Linked DNA regions of Sus scrofa: region 2 is linked to region 1. The links are chromatin contacts, called in public Hi-C maps. All regions are on one chromosome and are shown on one strand. The core of a region is the stretch at or near the end of the contact, and the rest is flanking DNA. Distances in the headings are between cores, read along the strand shown.

Region 1 (7,091 bases), core at 1,330-3,829:
GCCCCCCCCAAAAAAAATTAAATGCGACCATCAGAGCTGTGGGTAGCTATGCTTGATCTGGGATGGATTCAGGTGGCTTCCCCTAGGTTAGGGATATTTGACCACACAGGCACCCCTATGTTGGGAACAGAAAAAACACACTAAATAGAACCAACCCAATCTTACTAGGACTACGGGAAGGGTATTGTTAGAACAGTGCAGTAATTCTGTTTTGTTTTGTTTTGTTTTGTTTTGTTTCATTTTTTGTCTTTTTGCCTTTTCTAGGGCCGCTCCCGCAGCAAATGGAGGTTCCCAGGCTAGGGGTCCAATTGGAGCTGTAGCCAGAGCCACACCAACGTGGGATCCGAGCCAGGTCTGCAACCTACACCACAGCTCACGGCAATACCGGATTGTTAACCCACTGAGCAAGGGGAGGGATCAAACCCGCAACCTCATGGTTCCTAGTCGGATTCATTAACCACTGTGCCACGACGGGAACTCCTGTTTTGTTTTGTTTTGGCTGCCATGGAGTTCCCAGGCCAGGGATCAGATCTGAGCCGCGTCTGCAACTTACACCACAGCTGCAGTGACACCAGATTCTTAACCCACTGTGCTGGGCCAAGGATAGAACCTATGTCCCTGCACTGCAGATATGTGACTGAGCCCCACTGTGCTCCAGTCATTCTGTCATATTAAAGGATAGCAAATGGTTTGGTACTGACTGGTCACGCTGCCCATGTATTTCTTGAGTAACTCTAAATGGGACCCAATGGATATGTGGCAAAAATCTCAGGCCATGGCTTCCACTTTGATGGTCGGGCTGATGCACCCTGGGTGTGGGGAGAGTTGCCAACACCCTCTCCTCAAGGCTGGATGGGCATGTTCTGTTTTCCACTGCTATGATCATTCGGCCACTGTCTTGTCCCCTCTATTGGCCTGGAGGACATTATAGGACACATAGAAGCTCTTATTCAATTAACCCAGCAAGACTTAAATGAGAGCTGACAAAGTCTGCCCTTACTGAATACTGAAACGTCTGTAACGTGAAAAGATGTCCTCCAAAATAGGATGGCCTTGGACATGACTAATTATCCAAGTGGAATGGAAAGTTGTATGTTCATATCTGATCAGACTGGGGATGTAGCATCTTTTTTTTTTTGGCTGCTCCCATGGCATGTGGAACTTTTCGGGCCAGGGATTGAACCTGTGCCACAGCAGTGACAAAACTGGATCCTTAACCCACTGAACCACCAGGGAGCTCTCATGTAGCATCTTTTTTCTTTTTCTTTTCTTTTTTGGCCACCCCACAGCATATGGCATTCCTGGGGCCAGGGATCACATCCAAGCCACAGTTGTAACTTAAGTCGCAACTGGGGGAATGCTGGATCCTCAACCCGCTGGGCACAGGGCTCCAGAGATGCCCCTGATCTCTTTGCACCACAGCAGGAACTCCCCTATAATATCTTTATTAAAGCACATTCGGACACAAAGGAATGCCCTGATTGATTCCTAGCCTCAGGGACTCAATAAATCAGTGCTTCAGATCACAGGGCACTTGGTGCAAAAGTATTCTTATCTTCTTCTTCTTCTTTTTTTTTTTTTTTTTTGTCTTTTTGCCATTTCTTGGGCTGCTCCCACGGCATATGGAGGTTCCCAGGCTGGGGGTCGAATCGAAGCTGTAGCTGCTGGCCTATGCCAGAGCCACAGCAACATGGGATCCGAGCCGCATCTGCGACCTACACCACAGCTCACCGCAATGGTAGATCCTTAAAAAAAAAAAAATCCCCAGAAATAAAAACAGAATATTGGTAACAAAATAAAGTCTAACCCTAAAAGAAAAAAAAAAAAAAAAATGGAGTTCTCGTTGTGGCTCAGTGGTTAACGAATCCGACTAGGAACCATGAGGTTGTGGGTTTGATCCCTGGCCTCACTCAGTGGTTCCCCTTGTGGCTCAGCAGATACTCTGACTAGTATCCATGAGGACGCAGGTTCCATCCTTGGCCTCGCTCAGTGGGTTAAGGATACCGCCATTGCCGTGAGCTGTGGTATAGGCGACAGACCCGGCTTGGATATGTCGTGGCTGTAGCTGTGGTGTAGGCCAGCGGCTACAGCTCAGGTTTGACCCCTAGCCTGGGAACCTCCATATGCCTTGGGTGCGGCCCTAAAAGCACCACACACACAAAAAACCCCCACCATTCCTTGCTAACAGGTGGTACAAAAAACAGGCAGTGGGCTAACCTATGACATTGCAGAAAACTGGAAACTACACAGGAGTAAACCTTCTGTTCCCTAATTTTCCATATTTTACTTCTGAGGGGTGTAAAAGTTTGTCTCCATACTGAGCACTTTCTTGTCTCATTTTAAAAAATGTGTATGTGAACAAGTTCTCAAGTTACACCAAGATTTCAAGGCTCAAGTTGGTCGGTATTTTTATTTAAACTAACCGTTGCATAACTCATGAAAGTCTTCTTTGGGGTGACTTCTGGAATTGTGAGTTTTTCACAGCTCACTCTCAAATTCTGGGGAATACTGACGTCAACTTTGGAAGAGAGGTTGACACTGCAAAGGATTCTGGGGAACGTAGTTCCGGTTTGCTGCTAGCGAGACATTTCCGGCGGAAGTTGATGGGCGTGAGGGGGAAAAAAAAGGAGACAATTTTCCGCAAACGTCGCTCACTGGCACACCTGGGGGACGCACGCAGTTGGCCGACAGCTTTCCCGGAACGCGCAAACGACGCCTCCTGGACTCCCGACCTCGCAAGGCTATCTGGGAGTTGTAGTTCAGTTTCGTGGCCAAACTCCGCCGTCCGGCCGCGGCTGGGAGGTCCAAGGCGGTCCATCGCCTTTGGATCTTGGTTCGGAGGATGGATCCGGGGCCCGGGACCGACGCGGCCCCGTTGGCTGGCCTGGCCTGGTCGTCGGCCTCGGCGCCTCCGCCAAGGGGATTCAGTGCGGTAAGCGACGTCGGGGAACCGGGGAAGTGTAGGGAGAGGCGGTGGCACTAGGGGCGAGGGGTTGAATGGGGGCAGAGGTGGCTGCGGCCAGGTAAGAGCCTGGCTGGCGCTGACCCGCGTCCGTGCCATAGATCTCCTGCACCGTGGAGGGAGCTCCCGCCAGCTTCGGCAAGACCTTCGCGCAGAAATCCGGCTACTTCCTATGTCTCAATCCTTTGGGCAGCCTAGAGGTAAGGGGCGCCCACCTTCGGAATCCCTGGGGTCCTTCCACTCCCCCTGTCCATTCGCGGGGTGCTGCCCGAGGCGTGCCGGTCACTCTTGCTGTGTTCCCCACCGCGTCCCCCCACCCCATCCCATCCCAGAATCCACAGGAGAACGTGGTGGTCGATATCCAGATCCTGGTGGACAAGAGCCCTCTCCCGCCGGGATTCTCCCCTGTCTGCGACCCCGTAGACTCCAGTGAGTCCTGTCGAAGGCGGGGGTGGGGTGGGGCGGGGTTGGAGGTGAAGGGCACATTCGAGTCTCTGCGGGAAAGAGCGGGGAGGGAATGGAGAGACCATAGGCGCGTGAGTTTTGAGCCTTGGCCACCCCCTCGACAGCACTTGGTAATGACAGTGTTGGCTGAGGACTTAGAGTTCTGATCCTGTACGGGGAAAATGTGCCCCGCCCTGCGTAAAAATGTTCGATTGGAAGCCTCTGTTCTAGAGTAAGTGTTCGGTCATTGCGACCTGTTTTATTTAATGTTACTAATACACCTTCTTCTTAGGTTGTAGCCAGGCTGAATCTTGCGCAGTTCTGTTTTACATTTCCAGGTTCTTACACACAGGCTCCAGTTGCCCTGGTGCTTTCCTGACAATGCTGACCACTCTGTTTTCTAACCATCAGGCTCTCCCTGCCTCCTGTGCCTTTTCCATGTATTGTCTTTTATATTTGACTCTCAGCATATATATCTGTTGGTGCAGGACTTGGCAGACTTTGTCTGTAAAAGGGCAGAAAGTAGATATATTAAATTAGATGGTGTCTGTTGCATATATATCCCTTTAAAAATGTAAAAGCCGTGGAGTTCCCGTCATGGTGCAGTGGTTAACGAATCCGTCTAGGAGCCATGAGGTTGCGGGTTCAATCCCTGGCCTTGCTCAGTGGGTTAAGGATCCGGCATTGCCGTGAGCTGTGGTGTAAGTTGCAGACGCGGCTCAGATCCTGCATTGCTGTGGCTCTGGCGTAGGCTGGCGGCTATAGCTCCGATTGGACCCCTAGCCTGGGAACCTCCATATGCCGCAGGTGTAGCCCTAAAAAGAAAAAAAAAAAAAAGAAGTAAAAGCCATGCGTAGCTGGTGAGCCATACAGAAACAGACTTTGGGCCAGATTTGGCTCTTAGGCTAGTTTGCTGACCTCTGGATTAGAGGGCTGGGGGAAAGTGAGTTCTGTCTTATCCCACAGCTACCCTACAAGTGCCTCTCTATGTCACTAAAGACGACCCTGTCCCAATGGGTCCTCAAAGCTGCATGGAGTTCCCTCCTATGGCTTTGCCATTCATGGTTTAACCAGATGGCTGTCTTAAATAGCAGCACCCTGGCCAGTGTCATCCTGGAGCCCTATGGACCCCTTCCCTGCTTCTTCCCTCTTGTCACTCCTCTGCCCCCCATTCCCAGAGGCTCTGTATCCAAGAAGAAACGCATGTGTGTTAAGCTGGTACCCTTGGGGGTCGCAGACACGGCTGTATTTGACGTCCGGCTGAGTGGGAAAACCAAGACAGTGCCTGGATACCTTCGAGTCGGGTAGGGCTGCCCCTCAGCACTCCCTCCTTGACCTCCCAACTCCCACATCTACCCCTCTGGCCCTCAAGGACTCCCATGGGTTCTCCCGTTCCTTCTGCCAACTCTCTGTGGCTCAGTTTCCACACGTTAAGATCGGGACAGTTGTACCAATCTTATGGGGTGGCCACGAGGAGTAAAAATGAGTTGGTGTGTCTAAAGCGCCTAGAACAGTGATTGAACCCAGCAACACTAGTTAGCATGTTGCTGAGGGTGTGAACTGAGATGTGAGGTCACCCAGAGGCCTGCCCTCCTCTGGCAGCTTTTTTTTTTTTTTTTTTTTAATTTTTATTAAAGTGTAGTTGACTTATAGTGTTGTGTCAACTTCACAGTACAGCAAAGTGACCCATCCTACGTATATATACATTCTTTTTCTCATATTATTTTCCATCATGTTCTATCACAAGCGATTGGAGAGGAGTTCCTGTTGTGGCTCAGTGGGTTAAGAACCTGACTCATATCCATGAGGATGCAGGTTTGATCCCTGGCCTTGCTTAGTGTGTTAAGGATCCAGTCTTGTCGTGAGCTGTGGTGTAGGTCGCAGATGTGGCTTGGATCCCATGTTGCTGTGGTGCAAGCCAGCAACTACAGCTCCAATTCGATCCCTAACCTGGGAACTTCCATATACTGCAGGTCCTAAAAAGAAGAAAACAAAAAGCAAACAACAACAAAAAATCCTCCAAAATACAAGTGATTGGATATAGTTCCCCATGCTATACAGTAGGACCTCATTGCTTATCTGTTCTAAATGTAACGGTGTGTGTCTACTACCCTTCTGGTCCATCCCACACTTATCCCCCTCCCCATTCTATTTTTTCAAGTTTTGTTGAAATATAGTTGATTTACAATGTTGTGATAATTTCTGCTGTACCACAAAATGATTCAGTTATACATATACGTATATCCATTCTTTTTTCAGAGTCTCTTCCCATATAGGTTATCATAGAATATCGAGTAGCGTTCCTTGTGCTATATATACAGCCTGTCCCCATTGACCCTGGTAGCTATTCTCAGCCTGGCTGCACACTGGGCTAGAGCCCTGCCTCCCTTTCCTCCTCCTCTAGGGACATGGGTGGCTTTGCCATCTGGTGCAAGAAAGCCAAAGCCCCGCGGCCAGTGCCCAAGCCCCGAGCTCTCAGCCGAGACATGAGGGACCTCTCCCTGGACCAGCCCAGCCAGCCCAGGTGAGTCCTCAGGTTCAGAGATGGGAGCAGCCAAGTGGGTGGGGGGGCAGCTTCAGGCCTGAGCTGGGCTATCCCCTCTCCACCAGCAAGGGCGGCTTTCCAGAGCGGACACTCTCAAGGCTGGGCTCTCGGCATCTACCCTACGGAGGAACGACTCCATCTACGAGGCTTCCAACCTTTATGGCATCTCAGGTGAGTGCACAGTGGGAAAACTGAAGCTCTGGGGGTGGGGTGAGGTTGGGGCGAGACCACCCAAGGTGGTATAGCTAGCACAGGGCAGGGGCTGGGTTGGACCAGGCCTGGGCTTCCCAGATTCTGCCAAGACTGGGAAGAGGAGTTCCCTGCTAGCTCAGCAGGTTAAGGATCAGGCGTTGTTGCTGCTGTGGCTCTGGTTACTGCTGTGGCTCAGGTTTGCTCTCTAGCCTGGGAACTTCTGAAAGCCATGGGGTGGCCAAAAAAAAAAAAAAGAAAGACAGGAAGAGCTGAGACCTGGGAAGGGGTGGGCAGTAGGCAGGCATGGAGTCTCAGAAGCCTCAGCTCCATCCCCCCATCTGCTTTCCTCAGCCATGGATGGGGTTCCCTTCACTCTGCACCCCCGATTTGAGGGCAAGAGCTGTGGCCCCCTGGTGAGTTGGGTTCCTGGCAAGTCTGGGTCTGCCCCTCCTTGTTGCTTCTAGGCACCAGGATGCAGGGAGCATCATCTGTATCCAGCACCTCAGCTGGGAGGGGAGTTCTGGGTTGGAGGAGGCTGGAGGCCAAAGGGTGGGGGCTGGAGGGTCCCCTTCTGGAATGGAGGAGTCCAGAGGGGCATCTGGATACTGGTAGCTAGAGGTTGTGGCAGAAAGGGGGAGGGGATGTCTGGGAAATACTGAGGGGGGGATCCTCCATGAAGGTGAGGGAACGGGGGTTCCAGGTTGGGAGGGAGGGTCAAGACTGACCTGCCCATGCCTGCCAGGCCTTCTCTGCCTTTGCTGATCTGACCATCAAGTCACTGGCGGACATTGAGGAGGAGGTGTGTGTCAGCCACCCTGGTCTCCACTGGCCCCCCCCTTCTTTCCTACCCATAACCCACCTCTAGTGCCTCCACACCCCACCCCGACCCCACCCCCACCCCCCCACCCCCACCCCGACCCCGACCCCCGGCCCCCGGCCCCCAGGTCC
Region 2 (7,091 bases), core at 3,406-5,905, 130 kb before region 1:
TTACCTGCTCTCCAGGCTCTTTGCTTTGGCCTCCACCTCATGGCCCAGCAGCTCCGGCTTACAGCTATCCTGAGATGGCACAGGGCCCAGGTGAGAGCTCCCACTGGCTGCCTCGGCCTCCTCTGAACTCTCTGCCACAGGGTCCAGCTCACCCTGCAAATGATCCCTAGGACTGAGCCAGGCAGGTCTGGGTCCTGAGGTCCCACAGAGATGGGTGTGGCAGGGACAGGGGACACTTACGGGCAAAGCATGCCTCCCTCGCCGGCTTCGGGGCCGCGTGGCCCTGGCACTCATTGTTATCCAGAAATCAGTGTCTTCTGAGTCTTCCTCACCCCCTAAAATCACAACCTGATCCCAACTCAAAGTGAATGCCAGCCTCAATTTCTTCTGTGTAATGGACATCGATTTCACTTCTCTGGAAGGATCTTGAGTTATCAATGATGGTTTGGCACTTTTAAATGCCTCCCTTGACGGGAAGCTCACTACCTCTCAAGGTTGCCCTGACCTCCCCATTCTCCTCTGCCTCTCTTATTCTTCACTGCGTCTTTGTTCCCCTCCCTCCCCTATCTGGGCTTATGGCAAGGACTTCAATGGTCCCCTCTCCCTGCCAGGGCTCTCCTGAACCGGAAGTTCCAATCCTGGGGTTTGGTCCCCTCAGCCTGCTCTACTTCTCTATTACTCTGGGGGCACTTTGGTCAGAGGACCAAGTCCTTGGACACTCTTGGGGTAACTCTGGCTACTGCCTGCTCAGACTTGGGCTGGCCAAGGCCAGCCTGGGAGGGGCCGGAAAACAGGAAACCCCCTCCCAGGGCCATGTGACTTGTTATTGTGCAGTTTCCTCCTGAAGGACAGAGGCTTCCTCGAGCCCCAGCAGGAGGACACATGTCTAGCTCCCAGGATGTCAGTCCCTCCTTGTCTCACCAAGCCCATGGCTCCTCCATCTCTGACTCTTGGATTTAATTTCCCAGAAGCCAGGATGTTCCCCTGAGCTGATGCTCTTCATCTTGCTCCCCTGCAAACTTCTTTTCTCTGCCTGTCAGGGTCAGAATTCTTTTTTTTTTTTTTTTTTTTTTTTTTTTTCTGTAATTTCTTGGGCCGCTCCCTCGGCATAGGGAGGTTCCCAGGCTAGTGGTCAAATCGGAGCTGCAGCCACCAGCCTATGTCAGAGCCACAGCAACGAGGGATCTGAGCCTCGTCTGCAACCTACACCACAGCCCACGGCAATGCCGGATCCTTAACCCACCAAGCAAGGTCAGGGATCAAACCCACAACCTCATGGTTCCTAGTTGGATTTGTTAACCCTTGAGCCATGACGGGAACTCCAGGGTCAAAATTTTTGTTCCACTTCAGTCACAGACCTGGGATTGGTAACCTTGAGCAAGTAATGATCCCCTCTGAGTCTCAATTTCCTTATCTTCCTACAGTGTCATAGGAGTTTTTGGTTTTTGTTTTTTTTCCCAATATCAACAACTTTTTCTTGGAGTTTAATTGATTTAAAATGTTATATTAGTTTCAAGTGTACAGCAAAGTGATTGTTATATATGTGTATATATACTATATATTCTTTTAAAGTTATTTTGAGGTTCTTTCCATTATACATTATTATAAGATATTGAATACAGTTCCCTATGCTATACAGTAGGTCCTTCTTGTTTATTTTATATACAGTAGTGTGTCTGTTAATTCCTCTCCCTACCTTTCCCCTTTGGTAACTGTAAGTTTGCTTTCTATGTCTGTGAGTCTATTTCTGTTTTGTAAATAAGTTCATTTGCATCTTTTTTTTTAGATTCCACATAAAATGATATCACATGATATTTGTCTTTTTCTGTCTGACTGACTTTTTTTTTTTTGGCTGTGCTTGTGGCATATAGAAGTTCCTGAGCCAGGGATTGAACTTGCATTATAGCAGCAACCCAAGCAGCTTGCAGTGACAATACCCAATCCTTAACCTGCTGTGCCACAAGAGACCACCTTGCTTTGTGTGTGTGTGTGTGTGTGTGTGTGTGTGTGTGTGTGTGTGTGTGTATTTCACTTAGTATGATCATCTCTGGGTCCATCCATGTTGCTGCAAATGACATTATTTCATTCTTTTATGGCTGAGTAGTATTCCATTGTGTGTGTGGGTGTGTGTATGTGTGTGTACTGGTATATATACATTTACCAGTGTTATGAGAGTTTTTTCCTTTTTCCCTTCTTTCTTTCTTTTTTTCTTTTTTGGCCGCCCTGCAGTATATGGAGTTCCTGAGCCAGGGATCATATCCGAGCCCCAGTTTCGACCTATACAGCAGCTGTGGCAACGCCAAATCCATTGTGCCAGCCATGGATCAAACCTGCCTCCTGGCACTGCAGAGATGTTGCTGATCCTGTTGCACTACAGAGAGAAGTCCTCACTTGAGTTTTGTTTGTTTGTTTGTTTGTTTGTCTTTTTGCCATTTCTTGGCCCGCTCCCACGGTATATGGAGGTTCCCAGGCTAGGAGTCCAATCGGAGCTGTAGCCACCGGCCTTTGCCAGAGCCACAGCAACTCAGGATGTGAGCCACTTCTGCGACCTACACCACAGCTCATGGCAATGCCAGATCCTTAACCCACTGAGCAAGGCCAGGGATCAAACCTGAAACCTCATGGTTCCTAGTCAGATTCGTTAAACACTGAGCCATGACGGGAACTGCCTCATGGGAGTTTTAACAAGCAATTTGCACATGGTCAGGCACCATCAGGGAAATGAATGGTTAGACATCCTCCTTGTTTCCTACTGACTCTTTATCCATCTCATCTCTGCTTCCTCTGCCAGCTGCTATTTCTCCTCTATAAATGTTGGATTCCTCAGAGCCCAGCTGGACCCTATATCCTGCTCATTTTTCCTGCATGTACCTCTAAAGGCCACCTCCTTGTCTCGTCTCCATCCACAATCACAGCCCAAGCCTCTCCTCCCCAATCTGGATGCCAGCCAGCTCCCTCCCTGGGCTTCCCGGCTACCCCTCCACTCCCTTCCCCACCCAGACTCCAGAGACAGAGATACCACTGTTCTCTTCCCCTGCTCATACACCCTCCACGGCTCCCCATTGCCCTTGGGAAACATTTCAAGCTCTTCAGCCTGGCATTCAAGGTCTTTAAAAACAATATGCTTTCTGCTAGCACCAGTATGTACTCCATGCTGCAGCCACAATGACCTCCTCTGTGAAGGAGGTCAATTCTCTCACACTCAATTCTCTCACACTCTGGAGACATTGGCCGTGCCATAACCGCTACCTGAATCACCCCTTCCTTCCTTCTGCCTTTGGTTTAAACTGTGCAGAGCCTAGGGCAGCATGAATGTTCTTGAATCTCCCACCGACAGACCCTAGGAGGCTGAGTCTTCCTGCTTCTGTGTCCCCAGAGACACAAGGAGAGAAGTTGAAATTCTCTGATATTAGGGGTGTGTACCCAGGGGCAATGAAATTCTCTCTCTAACCCTCTGCTCTGGCCATATTAACCTGTGAGAGGCTCCAGCCCTCCAAGGCTCCTCAAAGTCTCCAGACCTTTGCCCAGGCAGTTCTTTCTGCCGAGAATGACCTCCCTCTTCTTGTTTTTTTTTCCAACAAATTCTCCATTTTCAAAGCAGTGATAGCCCCTCTGGGCTACCACTGAACCAGAGCCTGGCTGATTTGGGTAGGCTTTTACAAATAAAGAAACTGAGGCTCAGCTTTAAAGTGGTTATGGTGGAGTTCCTGTGTGGCTCAGTGGTAACAAACCCCAGTGGTATTCAAGAGGGTGCGGGTTCGATTTCTGGACTAGCTCAGTGGTTAAGGATTTGGCATTGCGATGAGCTGTGGTGTAGGTTGCAGATGCGGCTCAGATGTCAAGTTGCTGTGGCTGTGGTTAGGCTGGCAGCTGCAGCTCGCATTAGACCCGCAGCCTGGGAACTTCCATATGCTGTAGGTGCTGCTCTAAAAAGCAAAATAAAATAAAATAGTTATGGGGCTGAAGAGTAAATTCCGCATGAAGAAGGAAGAGTAGTTTGAAATAGTTCTGGCTTAGTGTTGTTGGTTTTTTGTTTTTTGTTTTTGTTTTTGGTCTTTTTGCCATTTCTTGAGCCGTTCCCGCGGCATATGGAGGTTCCCAGGCTAGGGGTGGAATCGGAGCTGTAGCCTACGCCAGAGCCACAGCAACGCGGTATCCGAGCCGCGTCTGCAACCTACACCACAGCTCACGGCAACGCCGGATCGTTAACCCACTGACCAAGGGCAGGGATCGAACCTGCAACCTCATGGTTCCTAGTCAGATTCGTTAACCACTGTGCCACGAGGGGAACTCCTGGCTTAGTGTTTTTTAATTTCTGCAGATGTATGTAAAATAAGGAGAATTAAATAATTGGGCGGGGCCTTGGGATCTAGACCACGCCTACCTCCGCGGCAAAAAAAAAAAAATCCCTCACTGAGGTGCGGTCAACTTCATCAATCACCAACCAGCCCGCCCCTTCTGAACTCTGCCCAACTGTTCCACTCCATTTAATTACGCTGCCAGCTCGGACTCCTCCATTTTTCGAACCCAATCCCACTAAAAGTCCTACTCCCCTCTGCCTCGTTCCAGCCTATCAGGGTAGAAGCATTGACCAGCGCAGTGGGAATCAGTCAGAAACATGAAAAGTTCCTCCTCATCTCTCTTTAGCCAATCACTTTCCAGATCCCTCTCCACTCGGCTCCACTCCAGTTTATCGCAATCCAAACCCCACCGCCTAGCACAGTCCCAGCCTATCAGCATCCAAGACTCTCCGGCTTCATCCCATTCACATCTCCGCGCGGCTTGAGGCCTGATGAACTACATTTCCCAGGAGATGTGGCGGCCGCGCCATACCACTTCCGGCTGCTAAAGATGGCGGCTTCCTAGCGAGTCGACAGCCGGGTTGGAAGGAGGTTCAGGCTACGGTGAGAAGTTGGGTGGTGAATGCTTGTGGGATTCGTCTCCAGAGGCCTAACGTCCCTAGCCGCAAAAGTTTTAGCCCCTCGCCTGCCTTGAGGCTTCCGCCTTCCGTTCTGGTTTCTCCTGCAGTCTAGCCTTCATCCCTCTTGCTGCAGCTAAGCTTTGTTTTCCTTAGAGATTGTGGGGGCTGCAAGGCGCTCAGAGATCATCCCCAGCAGCCCGCACCCATTGCGCAGTTAGGCAGCCCGCTCCACTGGCCTCCTGTTTTTCCTCAGAGGAAATTGTAGCACACAGATCTGTTCCCCTCCCTAGGCAGCCAGCGCCCAGTAGGGAGAACCCTAGAAGTTATTATTCCTTTCTTCACCAGGACATTTTCAGTTTCAGGTAACAAAAAAACCAACTCAATCTGGCTTAAGCAAGAAAAAGAATTTAGTTATAGATGGATCTAGGTGCTCAGAAGTCTATTTGTTGTTTACTGGGTGAGCATCTCTTCAGGCTCTCTTTCCCATCTTAGAAGCTTCTACCAGCTCTCTACTTGTAACCTCCCATCTCTGCAACTCTGATGAGTTCCCCTTTTCTAACAGCACTTTTGCAAGTTTCAGAGCGACCCCTCACTGGCCTACATTGGGTCATATCCCCATCTCTGAGCCATTCACAGTGGTCAGGTGTGCTCACTGGACAAAATAGGGAGGGGTTGGGTTAGCCCTACAGGAAAAAATAGACTGTTACCTTGAGTCAGAGTGGATGCTGCACTAAGTGTAAAAGGTGTCCATCCCATAGATGGGGAAACTAAGACCCTGGGAGGAGTGACTCTTACTGTCAGTAGGCAACTCATGCCTTGTTCTCCTGCCCAGTAACTAAATGCTTTTAAAACCCTTCAGGGAAGAATCCTGGCTTCTCCCATCCCTACTCCATCTAGCCACTCAGGAGCCATGGAGGTGGTGGAGCCCAGCAGTCCCACTGAGGAGGAGGAGGAGGAGGAAGAGGAAGAGGAGCAGTCTGCTGAGCCCAGGCCCCGCACTCGCTCCAACCCTGAGGGGGCTGAGGACCGGGCACTGGGGGCCCAGGCCAGTGTGGGCAGCCGCAGTGAGGGTGAAGGTGAAGCAGCCAGTGCTGATGATGGGACCCTCAACCCCCCAGGAGCCGGCCCCAAGCCCTGGCAGGTGCCTCCACCAACCCCGGAGGTCCAGGTACGGACGCCAAGGGTCAACTGTCCAGAGAAAGTGGTAAGTGAGGGGCTTGGCTTGTGGCTTTGGGGTGTTAGGGAACCTTGAGTTAAATGTTGTCTTTCTGGATTCACTCTAGAACACAGTCCCTTTGTATTAGTCTCCTAAGTTTCCTACAACAAGTTATCACACTGGGGGAGCTTAAAGCAACAGAAATTTATTGTCTCACAGTTCTGGAGGCCAGAAGTCTGAAATCAAGGTGTCACATCCCCTCTGGAGGCTCTAGGGGAGGAGCCTTCCTTGCCTCTTCCAGCTGCTGGTGGCTCTAATTGTGCCTTGGCTTGTGGTTGCATCATTGCAATCTGTCTTCACACAGCCTTCCCGTCTGTGTCTCTGAGTCTTCTTTGTTATAAGGACATGTGTTGTTAGATCAGAATGATTTTTTTTTTTTTTTGGCCTCATCCATGGCATATGGGAGTTCCTGGGCCAGAGATTGATTCTGAGTGGCAGGTGTGACCTACACTGCAGCTGGGGCAACGCTGGATCCTTAAACCCACTGCGCCAGGCTGGGGATCTAACCAGTGCCTCCATAGCAACCTGAGCTGCTGCAGTTGGATTCTTAACCACTGCAGCACATGGAAGTTCCCAGGCTAGGGTCAAATTGGAGCTGCAACTGCTGGCCTATGCCACAACCATGGCAACACCAGATCTGAGCTGTGTCTGTGACCTGTGCCACAGCTTGTGGCAATGCCAGAGCCCCAACTCACCGAGCGAGGCCAGGGCTCAAACCTCCATCCTTCTGGACACCATGTCAGGTTCTTAACACCCTGAGAGGAGTTCCCGTCGTGGCACAGTGGTTAACGAATCCGACTAGGAACCATGAGGTTGCGGGTTCGGTCCCTGCCCTTGCTCAGTGGTTTAACGATCCGGCTTTGCCGTGAGCTGTGGTGTAGGTCGCAGACGCGGCTCGGATCCTGCGTTGCTGTGGCTCTGGCGTAGGCTGGTGGCTATGGCTCCGATTAGACC

The links. Hi-C and Micro-C count contacts between places; a contact is called where the count stands out from the background.
Region 2: a contact with region 1 is called in a Hi-C map of liver, with 6 times the contacts expected there. The contact joins the promoter of BABAM1 here to the promoter of MVB12A in region 1. A contact is called at or near these places in 1 of 47 Hi-C or Micro-C datasets (liver) and 1 of 2 datasets of contacts at active chromatin or transcription factors (alveolar macrophages).

Annotation. Positions count from the first base shown.
Region 1 is chr2:60,271,460-60,278,550 of Sscrofa11.1, reverse strand. It overlaps MVB12A (multivesicular body subunit 12A), which reads left to right and starts at 2,579. Exons shown (of 10, transcript XM_021083558.1): 1 at 2,579-2,932; 2 at 3,064-3,162; 3 at 3,295-3,391; 4 at 4,585-4,710; 5 at 5,811-5,930; 6 at 6,017-6,060; 7 at 6,063-6,122; 8 at 6,495-6,556; 9 at 6,886-6,942. The coding sequence starts at 3,135.
Region 2 is chr2:60,405,306-60,412,396 of Sscrofa11.1, reverse strand. BABAM1 (BRISC and BRCA1-A complex member 1) reads left to right here and starts at 4,655. Exons shown (of 9, transcript XM_021083571.1): 1 at 4,655-4,904; 2 at 5,781-6,125. The coding sequence starts at 5,832. It overlaps USHBP1 (Usher syndrome type-1C protein-binding protein 1), which reads right to left and starts at 768. Exons shown (of 12, transcript XM_021083573.1): 1 at 241-768; 2 at 5-153. The coding sequence starts at 402.